Regions from separate parts of the Rattus norvegicus genome. Here region 2 is linked to region 1. Evidence: chromatin contacts called from public Hi-C data. All regions are on one chromosome and are shown on one strand. Each heading gives the region's core, a stretch centred on a gene start, on an enhancer-like site or on the middle of the called end of the contact. The rest is flanking DNA. Distances are from core to core; before and after follow the strand shown. Region 1 has its middle 140 kb from the start of Lrrc1. Region 2 overlaps Gclc (glutamate-cysteine ligase, catalytic subunit).

Region 1 (5,529 bases), core at 1,636-4,135:
CCACCTGAGAGTCTATGAGGGTAATTTTAGTGACTACAGTAAACAGGATATCAGAGTTATGTTTCTATTGCTGTTATACAACACCCTGACCAAGGCAACTTATAAAAGAAAGCATTTAATTGGGATTATAGTTCCAGAAGGCTGGAGTCCAGGAGTCGAAGCAAAGGCTTTAGAAATAGCTGCGTGCTCAGACCTTGAACTGCACGCGGGGGGCAGAGAGCACACTGAAGCACACTGAGAAGGGCATGAGTCAATTTGACACATCAAAACCCACCCCTGGTGGCATAATTCCTTCAGCAAGGCTGCATCCCTAAATCCTCTTCGAACCACCAAGAATAAGGAACCAGGTATTAAAATGTGTACGATGTATGGGGGATTTCTCATTCAAACTACCACGCAGGGCAATGCAACACATTAAAATAGTCTTACACACAGGGCGTGTCCAGTATGTTAAACAAAAATGAGAATACAATGCTAATGACATTTTTAAAGGTATTTTATCTTTACGTAAAGTTTGGTGGACACAAGCCTCTAAGTTTGGGTGCCCCGGTATCCTTTCAAGGTTCTTTTCCTGTTTTTAACAAACAAGTGTGAGTTCCGACCAATGCTGGGAGGTTGGCCGTGGCTTAATGAACTCACAAAGATAAGAACAATGTACACAGTGTATTGGTCCAGGTATGGCAAAGGGATCTTTTGTATTTCAGAGAAATAGACTTTGGCATTTCTGTATTTTTATGCAGTTTTATATGAGAATGAGCAACAACCAGGAACTGTTGGCTGTTAGTAATGGTCTCAACTTCATCACAGAAGCCACCATGGTGGGCTGTAAGCTTGGTCTTAGCGATATAAAATTAAATAGTTGGTAGAGAAAGTGCTTCTGATGAAACTCAGCATAGCGCTTGCACAGAGTGGAGGCTTCCCATCGCTGGCTTTACCGGACTCAGAAAATGCTGCTCCACAAACAATGGGCTTTTTCTCTTGCCCATTGTTTTCTCTCTCACTGTTTTCTGCTAGAACAGTGCTTGTCACGGGAAGGAAACGCTGGCTAAATGAACAAGTGCTTTCTGACTGTCTTACAAGGCTCCCTGATCTAGACTTCCGAACAAACGTTTTGAGCCGTATGTATGTATGTATGTATGTATGTATGTATGTATGTATGTATGTATTTCCTTGACAGCTTTCATGTATTGGTGGAACTTGAACTATTGTTACCAAACATGGGTAGGTCTTCTCTCGTGGCAAGATCATGTGAGCCTAATGCCAATCACATTGTTTGGGTCTTCTAAAATGCAAAGGAGAACGCTCTTCCTAAAATGTTCTGGTTAATCACCAGTGTCTTCAGAACGTCTGGTGACTTGCATAGGAGAGAGACAACACCCAATGCTGACCCCCAAGTGGAATGTCCACTGTGACTGAGGTACCCACCCCCAAGACTGGTATTCTATTTAGCCGTTGTCTTTCCTCCAGTGGACAGGTAGGGGTGGGACAGTCTTTCCTTCAAAGCTGTTAGAAATCAGCTCACAAGTAAATGGGTCTCAGTCTCTAATTCACGTCAAGCGCAACATGGAAACTTACCTTAGAGTAGTCACTAAGCCAAACACTTGAGTTCAGAATCTAAATGATTTCTCCCAGTCAAAATTGTCTTCTTAAAAAAGAATAGTGCCCATTAAAGTTCGGCATGCCAGAAGAAATAAGCAACTTGAGTTAAAGCCAGTCAAGTGATTCCAGCAGGGCACAGGAGCCTGTGGGCCCAGCATGTGGAACCCAAGGCAAAGTGGACTGCCAGGAGCTCCAGGCTAGCCCAGGCTGCATGATGGAAACAAAGTCCAAGAGTGAGAAGTCACGGAAGACCCACAAAAATGAGACATTTAGGATTCTGATAAAATGCAAAACAAACATTTTAGCATCTCAAAGAAATAAGCAAAAGACTCTCAAATGTTAGTATGCATTTCTGCAAAGGGAACAGATACCACTTCTAAGAAATGAAGCTTTGTGTAGGTTAGTGAAGGGTTAGGTAATGGCTGAGGAGGGAATCAGTGAGGTAGAATTTAAGGCTTAAAAATACCTCACAAATGACATTGTAGAAAATAGAATTCATGAATAAATATGAGAAAATGGTAAGAAGATGCAGAGAACAACCGGGGGGGGGGGCTGAGAGACTGGGGAAAGTCAGCCCTCAAGGGAGCATTCACGAGAAAGGTCTCAGGCTGGCGATCAGACTGCAAGCCTCAGATCACAAAGCCACAGCAAGAAGAATATGCTGACCTGGCAGATAGATGATTGTCCACCTGTTAAATACCCAAGTAGGAAAAAGTCTTTTAGAAAACTGTGACACAGGAAAAGCAACTCCTCCAAAAATTTACAGCTCGACTAATAATGAAGCTCTTACAGGATAACAAACCCAAGCCTGACAGGATGTCTTAAGAATATTGAAAGAAAAACGTCTGTCAGTCTGTAGTTACATAAAGTGGGCCGAGCTCTGGTATATTGCAAAGAAGGTGCAATTGACATTAAAGTACTGAGCCTCAAGCCCTGCTCAGGCATGTGCGCCATGGTCCTGTGTGTGCTCCTTTTCTGGGATGTCCCCTCCTCTAGCAACCGAGTGTCAGAATGTGGCGCAGCAGTGAGGCCCAGGATCATCATGTACCTGCTCATAGTCTCTGTGCCCTCATACTCCTTAGTCCGTTCGTCTACCCTCCACAGCTCCTACTTGTCCTCTTTCTTTTACCAAAGCCTTCACCGCAGTGGGGAGATGGCAGGCTTTCTACAGTTCTGACATAAGAGGAATTGTGCCTCTGCTTCCCCCAGCTAGGATGACAGTCCGTTTAAGCGATGCCCTTCAGCGGCCACTAGGGGTCGCTGTAGCCTCTGCGTATTTCACCTGATGTTAGCGGGCAGAGACCAGCAAGGCAATGGTGGCCAGCTGGGTCGGGTCACCCTCCTTACACACTCCCACGCTAGGAATATCTAATGATGTACACTCTGCCTATAAATTAAACCAGTATTTACAGTCATCCCACAAGGAAAGGCAAGAGTCAGATAGCTTAGAAGCAAGCTTTCCTGTGTACTTAAGGACGAGATAATTCCACACTTACGCCACTTCAAAAAAGAAACCAGGAAGTACGCCCTCATTCGTTTTATGAGTTGTCTACCGATGAATGCCCAGACTAGACATGAATACTATAAGAAAGTTAAATTCCGGGCCACGTATGGGCATGAGAACAAGAGCCCTCAATGACTCATCAGTGACATGAGTTAAGAGAAATACAAATATGACAATTCATTGTGGTCGGGATGAATTTGTTTAGAGGAGCGCCCAGGTTCTACATCACAACTGGAGTTAGGCATGCTACTGGTAATGTGACGTTCTTGCAATCATAGATCCAGAGACGGCAGGATCATCTCAACAGATGCAGAACAAACACCACTAAAATTCAATAGCCATTACTGCAAGAAACACATTGGTATGATGAAGTTAATCTACTTAAAAAAAAAAGCTATGAAAATGTCTTTCTTATTGGTGAAACATTAAGGGATTCCTTTTAAAATCTGGAACCAGACAAAGACACCCTCCTGCAAATACACCACACACACACACACACACACACACACCACAGCACATACACACATACTGCACACATAAACACATTCTCTCTCTCTCTCCTTCCCTCTCTCCCTCTCTCCCTCTCCCCCCTCTCTCTCCCCAAGACTTTTGGTCAATTATATTCACTTTAAAATGTTATAGATTAGGGACACAAGAAAATGACTAACCAATGAGATCTTTGGGAAGGGGAGTAAGAAAGGTTATCTTAGAGGATGGGAAAATGTAGTGTGTGTTGTTCGTATTATAATGAGAGTAAGGTCAAGCAGGGAAGGGGCTGTGAACAGAGAGGGCGCTTAGAAAGTCTCAGACGTGTCTGCTCCTTCACCTGGGTAGTCATTACATAGACGTTTATGACAGCCCCTCAAGCTGTGAAATTTTTATATCTTTATTTCACTTGATATGAATGTGTTTTTAAATTGACGTCTGTGATAGCTACCAACTTTATGGATAAAATGAAAACTTTTAACAACTTGTAAACTATTAACAAGACTTAGTTAAGTGGGAAACACAGGCTAGAAGATTAGATTTGATGGAGAGAGCAATCTCACTCAAATTAGCACGGAGACTCAGTGTAATGTGAATGGAAACCCAAGCATGTATTCTTGTACAGTAAAGCAAACTGACTTTGTACTTTGTATGAAAGAGGAAAGAGTGTGTTGGCCAAAGTCAGACCAAAGCAGAACTAAAGAATTTCCACACTATATATCATGTGACAGGAAGGAAGGCCGCAGGACACAGAGCAAAAGCATCTCCAGTGCTGGCTCGAGTGGCTGTCAGGACTGGAAGCCAGGAGCTCAGGAAGACTCTATGGGAACAGACCAAAGCTGCCAACTATGTCTTCTCTCCTGGGAAAACCTGTCCTTCTTTGATGCCTTCCAGCAGCTCTGACCAGGCTCACCCACGTCATTCATGATAATCCTCTTACTTCTGGCCAGCCCATCAGGGACTCTTCTTACATATGCAAAGTTCTTTCACGGCAGCACCTAGATTAAGGTTTGCACAACTGTGTCTGCAGCTGAGACAAGTTGGCAGATCAAAGTAGCTCTTGACGGGACCTATCCGCCCAAACAGCGAGACGTCCGTCTAAAATCAAAGCTTGTGACAGCATACTGTGTGAATAGCATGAGGCAGAGTGTCAGAGTGAGATCAAGTGACAAATTTACATGTATATTGAAACCTGTGAAATGCCTGAGTGGGCATTGAAGATTAGCAAAGAAAATGAATAAATTGATACGCATCGCTTAATATATAGAAATCAATGAAAATGGATCCCTACTCCTTGTAAACACACACACACACACACACACACACACTGTGAGAACAGAGAGGCTGAACAAAACACTTTGCCCTCCAATACTCCAATACGTACTGCTGGCTATTGGTCTCTTTCTGTGAGCACTGCTGAGAGGCAACAATGCTTTCTGATTAGATGCCTAATTGATGAACTGCATCTGGCCTGGGAGGATAATTACTGAATCACAGATGTCTGAGCAAAGGCTTCCTTCCTGCCATGTAACCTGTAGTGAGACATTCCCCCTGTCTTCTCCCGGGAGCTATGTTATACATTTAATAACTTCTGAGCCACCGTTGAGTGCTGCCCCGGAAGGCTGAGCATGGTGACATATGCCTGAAAACTCCATTACATGGGAACAGATGTAAGATGATTACTGTAAGTTCAAGGCTATCCTGATCTATATGGCAAGTTGCGAGACACCCAGGATGCCAGAGAGCCCCAATGACCCTGGAAGTGCTTGATTAGTATGCTGGTATACTCCCACAAATCCATTAAAGAGACACACTTGGCCATGCTGGGTGCCGTGCTTCTTGTCCTGAATCTTGGCACTGGTGTTCTCTGTCTATTCAGGAGGAAGTGTCTAAGTCACCAAGTTTTGGAGGTATTACACAATTCTCTCTCTCTCTCTCTC
Region 2 (5,529 bases), core at 1,240-3,739, 380 kb after region 1:
AATGCACCAGTGTGTCCCGCATTATAAATGATATGACATTAAAGACCAAGGAAGTTGTCTTAGATTACCTGTGCCGTGCCAAAACTAAATTGTTGGAGCCTCTAAGATAATGTCTTTACGTTCGCGTGTTTATGATTTTTAATCCTTGAGACAGGAGGGTGGGGAATTACAGGAATGTAGAAGAATCTGCCAGGAAGTGTAGCCTCTCCTGACTCATCTCGAGAGCCTCTTGTTGAACATCTGGGAAAATGAGCAGCAGAGCACGTCTTCACAAACGGCTCTCAGCATCTCAGCTCTGAAGATGTCTGTCTCTGAGCAGCACTTGCCAAAATGAACATCTTGACTTTTCTGTGGGATATGTAGTAGAGGAGAGAGAGGAAAGAGGGATCAAAAAATGAGTTCTTGTCCTCCCACAATGCACTGCAGACAGACTGCGCTCTGCAGGCTTTTATGTTATGGAAAGGGCTTGTAGTACTAGCACGTGTGGCTGGCCCCATTTTCTGTGACTCCAGCCTTTACATTTCTCTATTTCTGAAGATCATGTTGAGTCCAAGCCTGGAAAAACATTAATCTCTTTATTACTTTCCGCAGGTGGAGTACATGTTGGTGTCCTTTGATCATGAAAATAGGAAAGTCCAGTTGTTACTGAATGGCGGCGATGTTCTTGAAACTCTGCAAGAGAAGGGGGAGAGGACAAACCCCAAGTAAGCTGATCCCTCAAGTCTCAGCCTAGTGCTTCTGAGCCCTTGGAGTAACCAGGACATAGGCTCTTTCCTCAGCTGTCTAGAAGGCAGGACGATGGAGGGTAAGAGGGTAGGCTTGGGTGCCAAGCTAGAGTCTCTGGTTCTGGCTCATCTAGTTGGTAGGTGAGTAGCCTTGAGCAACCCTCTGTGCCTCAGTCTCCTCATCTCTATAAACATGTGGCTAACAGTAGTTATCTCACAGGCATTTCAGAATACTCAGTACGGTCAGCTACAGGGTGGAGAGATTTTTTCTTAGACACATTTCTGAAATGTGATTGAGATCCGAGCAGAGTCTGGAAGCAGTTTTGTTTTGGCAACATGAGGTTTACGTCTGTCTGTCTGTTTGTTTGTCTGTCTTTTCCTTCTCTTTCTCCTCCTCCTCCTCCCCACCCTCTTCTTCATCTTCCTCCTTCTTTTGCTTGCTTTTTTGTTAGCTTGTTTTGTTTCTCAAGACAGGGTTTCTTTGAGTAGTCCTGGCTGTCCCAGAGCTTGCCCTGTAGACCACGCTGGTCTTGAACTTAGATCTGCCTGCCTCTGCCTCTTACTTGCTAGGATTAAAGACATGTGCTACACACCTGACCTTTTAGTGCTGGTTAAATATTTCTTTACCTGGGAGTAGAGAGGGGCCAGGGGCATCTCTCTAGTTCATTTTCTATTTGGTCGCTTTGGGAAGCTGCATTTGAGAACCTCAATATTAGCCTGTAAGGCCTTCCTTCCTTCCTTATAGAGTGGACTAGCTTTGTCCTAGACAGAATACTTGTGTGCATTTTCAAAAACTTATAAATATTCTGAACTCAACATTTAGTAGCCGTAAGTAGTTGAAAAGCAATGGAAAATTTACAGCTTTAATAAGCCTCTTTTTTAAAAAAATTAAGTGGACTATAGCAAAAGAATAAGCTGAAATCATAATGACTTCTCTACAGCCACCCAACCCTCTGGAGACCAGAGTATGGGAGTTACATGATTGAAGGGACACCTGGCCAGCCGTACGGAGGAACGATGTCCGAGTTCAACACAGTGGAGGACAACATGAGGAAACGCCGGAAGGAGGCTACTTCTGTATTAGGAGAACATCAGGCTCTTTGCACGATAACTTCATTTCCCAGGTTAGTTCCTACGTTAACATGTTCTAGCAGGAATATCAGACTGAGGTTATGAAGAAAGTAAATCCTGACCTGCTCATTTTCCTCTACAATTCTTACACTTGTTCATACTGTTGGACAGTACAGCACTATCATCCTCAGAGTTCACTTTAAGGAACTACTGCACAAGTGAGTCACTCCCCAACCGGCTTGTGCTGGAGGTCGGACTGCTGACATTTGATACATTCTTACATTAGGACTGCTACAAGCATTGCATAGCAGCTTCATGGTGGGCGGGCTGTGCCCTGGTAAGGGTACACATCTGGACAGGGTTGGAAATGACCCTGTGACTGGTGACTGGTGGCAGTGTGGGGAGAGTGTGGCTCCAGCTCACTGGGGAGGAGCCCAGTCTCCTGTCAGTGGACTGTAGCAGCTGTACTCGCAGACCCGACCTGAAGGAGCATCTGCCCTCCAGCACCTCACTGAGTATTCTGAGCTGTGGATCCCAACCCCCAGAGAGCCTTTGAACTTGGAGGAGGGAGCATACTTTCACAATCTGGCAGATATCTAGCACAGATAAGTGAGATCACGGGGAGGGAGCAGGACCTTGGGGCACACTTGTTCCTGGAGTGCTCTTGCCAGATACTGACTGAACAAGCTGAGTCACATTTGTATTGTGCTGGAGATTGGGGGTTTGTGACCAATAGTTAGGACGGTGAATACCAGTAAGTAAACATAGGGAAGTGTGTTCTCAGATTAGAAAGGGATCCGCGAATGTCCAATGTTGAGTGTAGAGCTCCTGTGTAAGACTGGGGTTCTGCTCAGAAAGCTCACTTATCTATGCTGATGTCTGCCTCCTCCATCAAAAGAGTTCTGGGGTTGAGTATCCTTAGCCTTAAAGCACTAAACTATTGTGATGCTGCTTTTTCTTCTGAAAACATGCACCATTGATCCTAGAAGGACGTTATTTTAAATGGAATTGATAGCTTTTACCTCCCTATTGTCATTCCTGCATACAACAGATAAGTCACTTGTCATATACTTAGAGACAGAGACTCTGGGTGCCTTTTCTTTGCCAGACCCAGAGAGGCTTTGCTCATCAGAGCTGAGGAGACAGCAGAGATTAGTCAAATACCTATTATATAAATATATAATGATGAAATTAAGGAGTGGCATGAGGTGTGGATATGGCTGTGGGTTCTGGGGTAGGGAGACTTCTCCACAGGAAGATGACTGGAGTGATATCCAAAACTCTAGAAGGAGTTTCATAGGAGAGGGGGCAGAGGGACTCTGGGGGAAGAGGAGTCACGGAGAGAGCCTGGTGGGGGGAAGAAGAAAGGGAGTTACCCACTGTGACCAGGAAGCTGGGGTGCAGGTGACTGCTGAGGCCAGGCCGGCAGTTATGAACTTTGATTGCTATTCTGAAAGCATTCGAGACTTTGGGAATCTAGGCTGGGTAGATTGTATCACACGTTTGCTTTGTAGCCCTCATCTGGGCTGTTGGCGTGAGAGCAAATGCATAGCGGGTGCCAGGGCGTGCCAGGCGAGGGAAAGGGCACTCCTTAGGCAATGTTGTGGTGACATGGGTGATGGTGGGCAGTGACAGTGAAAAAAGTGATAGAATCAGCTAACCTGCTGGAGAGCAGGGGACAGATGAAGGTGACCTTAGGTGACTGGTGGGAAACCTTGGGATAATGGAGTAGCAGCCTAAGAATCATGATTGGCTGTGGGTGTTGCTTGTCAACTTTTAGCAAACTTGGAAATGCAATGTCTTACGTTTTGCTTTCTCTCCTTAACATAAGAGAGCTATACATCTCTCTAGCAAACTAAGGCGGGGCAGGAGGAGGCAGCACAAAGCAGAACCATTTTAGACATTGAAGAAATGTGCAGCATTGAAAGACTGTTCTTTCTGGGCCACATTGTCTTTGGTTAAACTCTATTGTGTATTTTGCTTCGGTTAATGGCTCTGTGTAGAATAGTTCTTCTCTGGAAAAAAGTTTATAGTGGCTTCTTCTATGTTAGAGAGAATTGAATAGGTTCCGTTCAAAAAGTCTGCGTCCGTTCTCTCTTGTTTTTCCTTCTCCTCTTCTTCATTTTCTTCAGTTATTGTTTAGTTTTGCTTTTCTTTTCCTTTTCTTTTTGAGACAGGGTTTCTCTGTGTAGCTCTGGCTGTCCTAGATCTCGCTCTGTAGACCAGGCCTCTAACTCAGAGAATTGCCTGCCTCTGCCCAGTTCTAGAAAGCTAGGATTTCCCCCCAGGTTAATGTCTGTCACACAGCTAAAGGGTGGTGGTGGTGGTTGTTGTTGTAAGTTTACAGGTTCAGAAAAGATTGCACAGTGGCTGCAGGAACGCCCAGGAAGCCTTGGTGCGAGGAACTACTTTCCAGATGAGAATAGCAGTCTCAGCTGTTTACAGGCTGGGTTGCCTACAACGACTTGCCTTTGTGAAGGGCAGGGAGTTGACATAAGGTCTGGGTTAGTAGTTCTGGCTACTGATCTAGAACCCAGTAAAGAGCCTGCTTGTTTGCTCTCACTGACTTAGAAGGACTGCCTTACTCAGTGAGACGGAAGTATGAGCACTGTCCTCAGGGGCTGGGTGGAACCTGCCCTGGCTGGGTGGAACCTGCCCTGGCTGGGTGGAACCTGCCCTGGCTGGGTGGAACCTGTCCTGTTTTGAAATTAGAACTCTTCTTAAGGTTAAGAACGACAATGAGGTTGGATCTTACACCAGGGCACTCTGGTGTAAACTGGGGACATTGGAGACACTGCTTAACCTTGAGGGACTTCTGAGGAGATAGCAGAGGCAATACCCAGAAGACCTGGTCCATATTCATCAGGAGGTTGGAGCAGTGTAGTGAACAGGGCTGAAGGCAGTTTTGAGCATTGATATGGCTAGTGAAGAGGAGTCCCATAGTGAGTTGCAGCTAACCAGTTCTGAAGCCATTTCTCACCTATCCTTTCTCGATTGGTTGCAGGCTAGGCTGCCCTGGATTCACACTGCCAGAGCACAGACCCAACCCAGAGGAAGGAGGTGCATCTAAGTCCCTCTTCTTTCCAGACGAAGCCATAAACAAGCACCCCCGCTTTGGGTGAGTGGGGCTCAGACTGTGGTCTGGGCTACAGTATTTGGTCTGAATTCCTCTCAAGCACGCGTTGAATTCAGAGGAGACAGCAGACCCATATCTGCTCACGCTGCTTCCTATGTACAGGTTTGCCTTGTCCATTTGAGAGCCATCCTTAAACAACTTGGCTCCTTTCCTCTTCCTTAGTTTTCAGTTTTTGTCCTCATTCTGCAAACGCATGGATTGGGAGGTTTCCTTTGCCTGGTCCTTTCCCTCTCTGTTTCCCGGAATCTGTCATCACCCATGTTACTCTGTCTGCACTGACAAGGTCAGGTGTATACCCCAGTAGCATAGACTCTCCTTGTTGCTTCAGGTCCGGCACCAGCTTGATCTTATCTGTGGGCTATATTGAAAAGAAGCTCCTGACCCAACATGAGGGACACTATTCCTTTTCCAGGCCCCCAGTTCTCACATTCAAAGTCTTTGTAAGGATAGACAAAGACCGACTGACTGCCTTGTTCTTTGGCTTATTTGAGGCGGGGACTGTCATTTGTTCCTTCCTTCATTCATTTGCCTGTTTGCTTACTTATGGCAGGGTCTGTCTCTGAAGCCTTGGCCATCCTGGAACTCACTATATAGACT

The links. A called contact is a pair of places that touch in the nucleus more often than the background predicts.
Region 2: a Hi-C map of the A7r5 cell line shows a contact between it and region 1, with 7 times the contacts expected there. The contact joins two enhancer-like sites. A contact is called at or near these places in 2 of 12 Hi-C or Micro-C datasets (the A7r5 cell line and frontal cortex).

Annotation. Positions count from the first base shown.
Region 1 is chr8:87,144,851-87,150,379 of GRCr8, forward strand. It overlaps a transcript of Lrrc1 not described here. Among named protein-coding and RNA genes, the nearest start is that of Lrrc1, 140 kb to the right of the region's middle. Within about 2 kb of position 2,886, at least 26 of the 93 cell types and tissues checked have an H3K27ac peak or open chromatin away from gene starts, as enhancers often do. A contact at or near this core is called in the A7r5 cell line, where this site is marked.
Region 2 is chr8:87,529,377-87,534,905 of GRCr8, forward strand. It overlaps Gclc (glutamate-cysteine ligase, catalytic subunit), which reads left to right. Exons shown (of 16, transcript NM_012815.2): 2 at 592-704; 3 at 1,667-1,849; 4 at 4,801-4,914. Among named protein-coding and RNA genes, the nearest start is that of Gclc, 22 kb to the left of the region's middle. Within about 2 kb of position 2,490, at least 11 of the 93 cell types and tissues checked have an H3K27ac peak or open chromatin away from gene starts, as enhancers often do. A contact at or near this core is called in the A7r5 cell line, where this site is marked.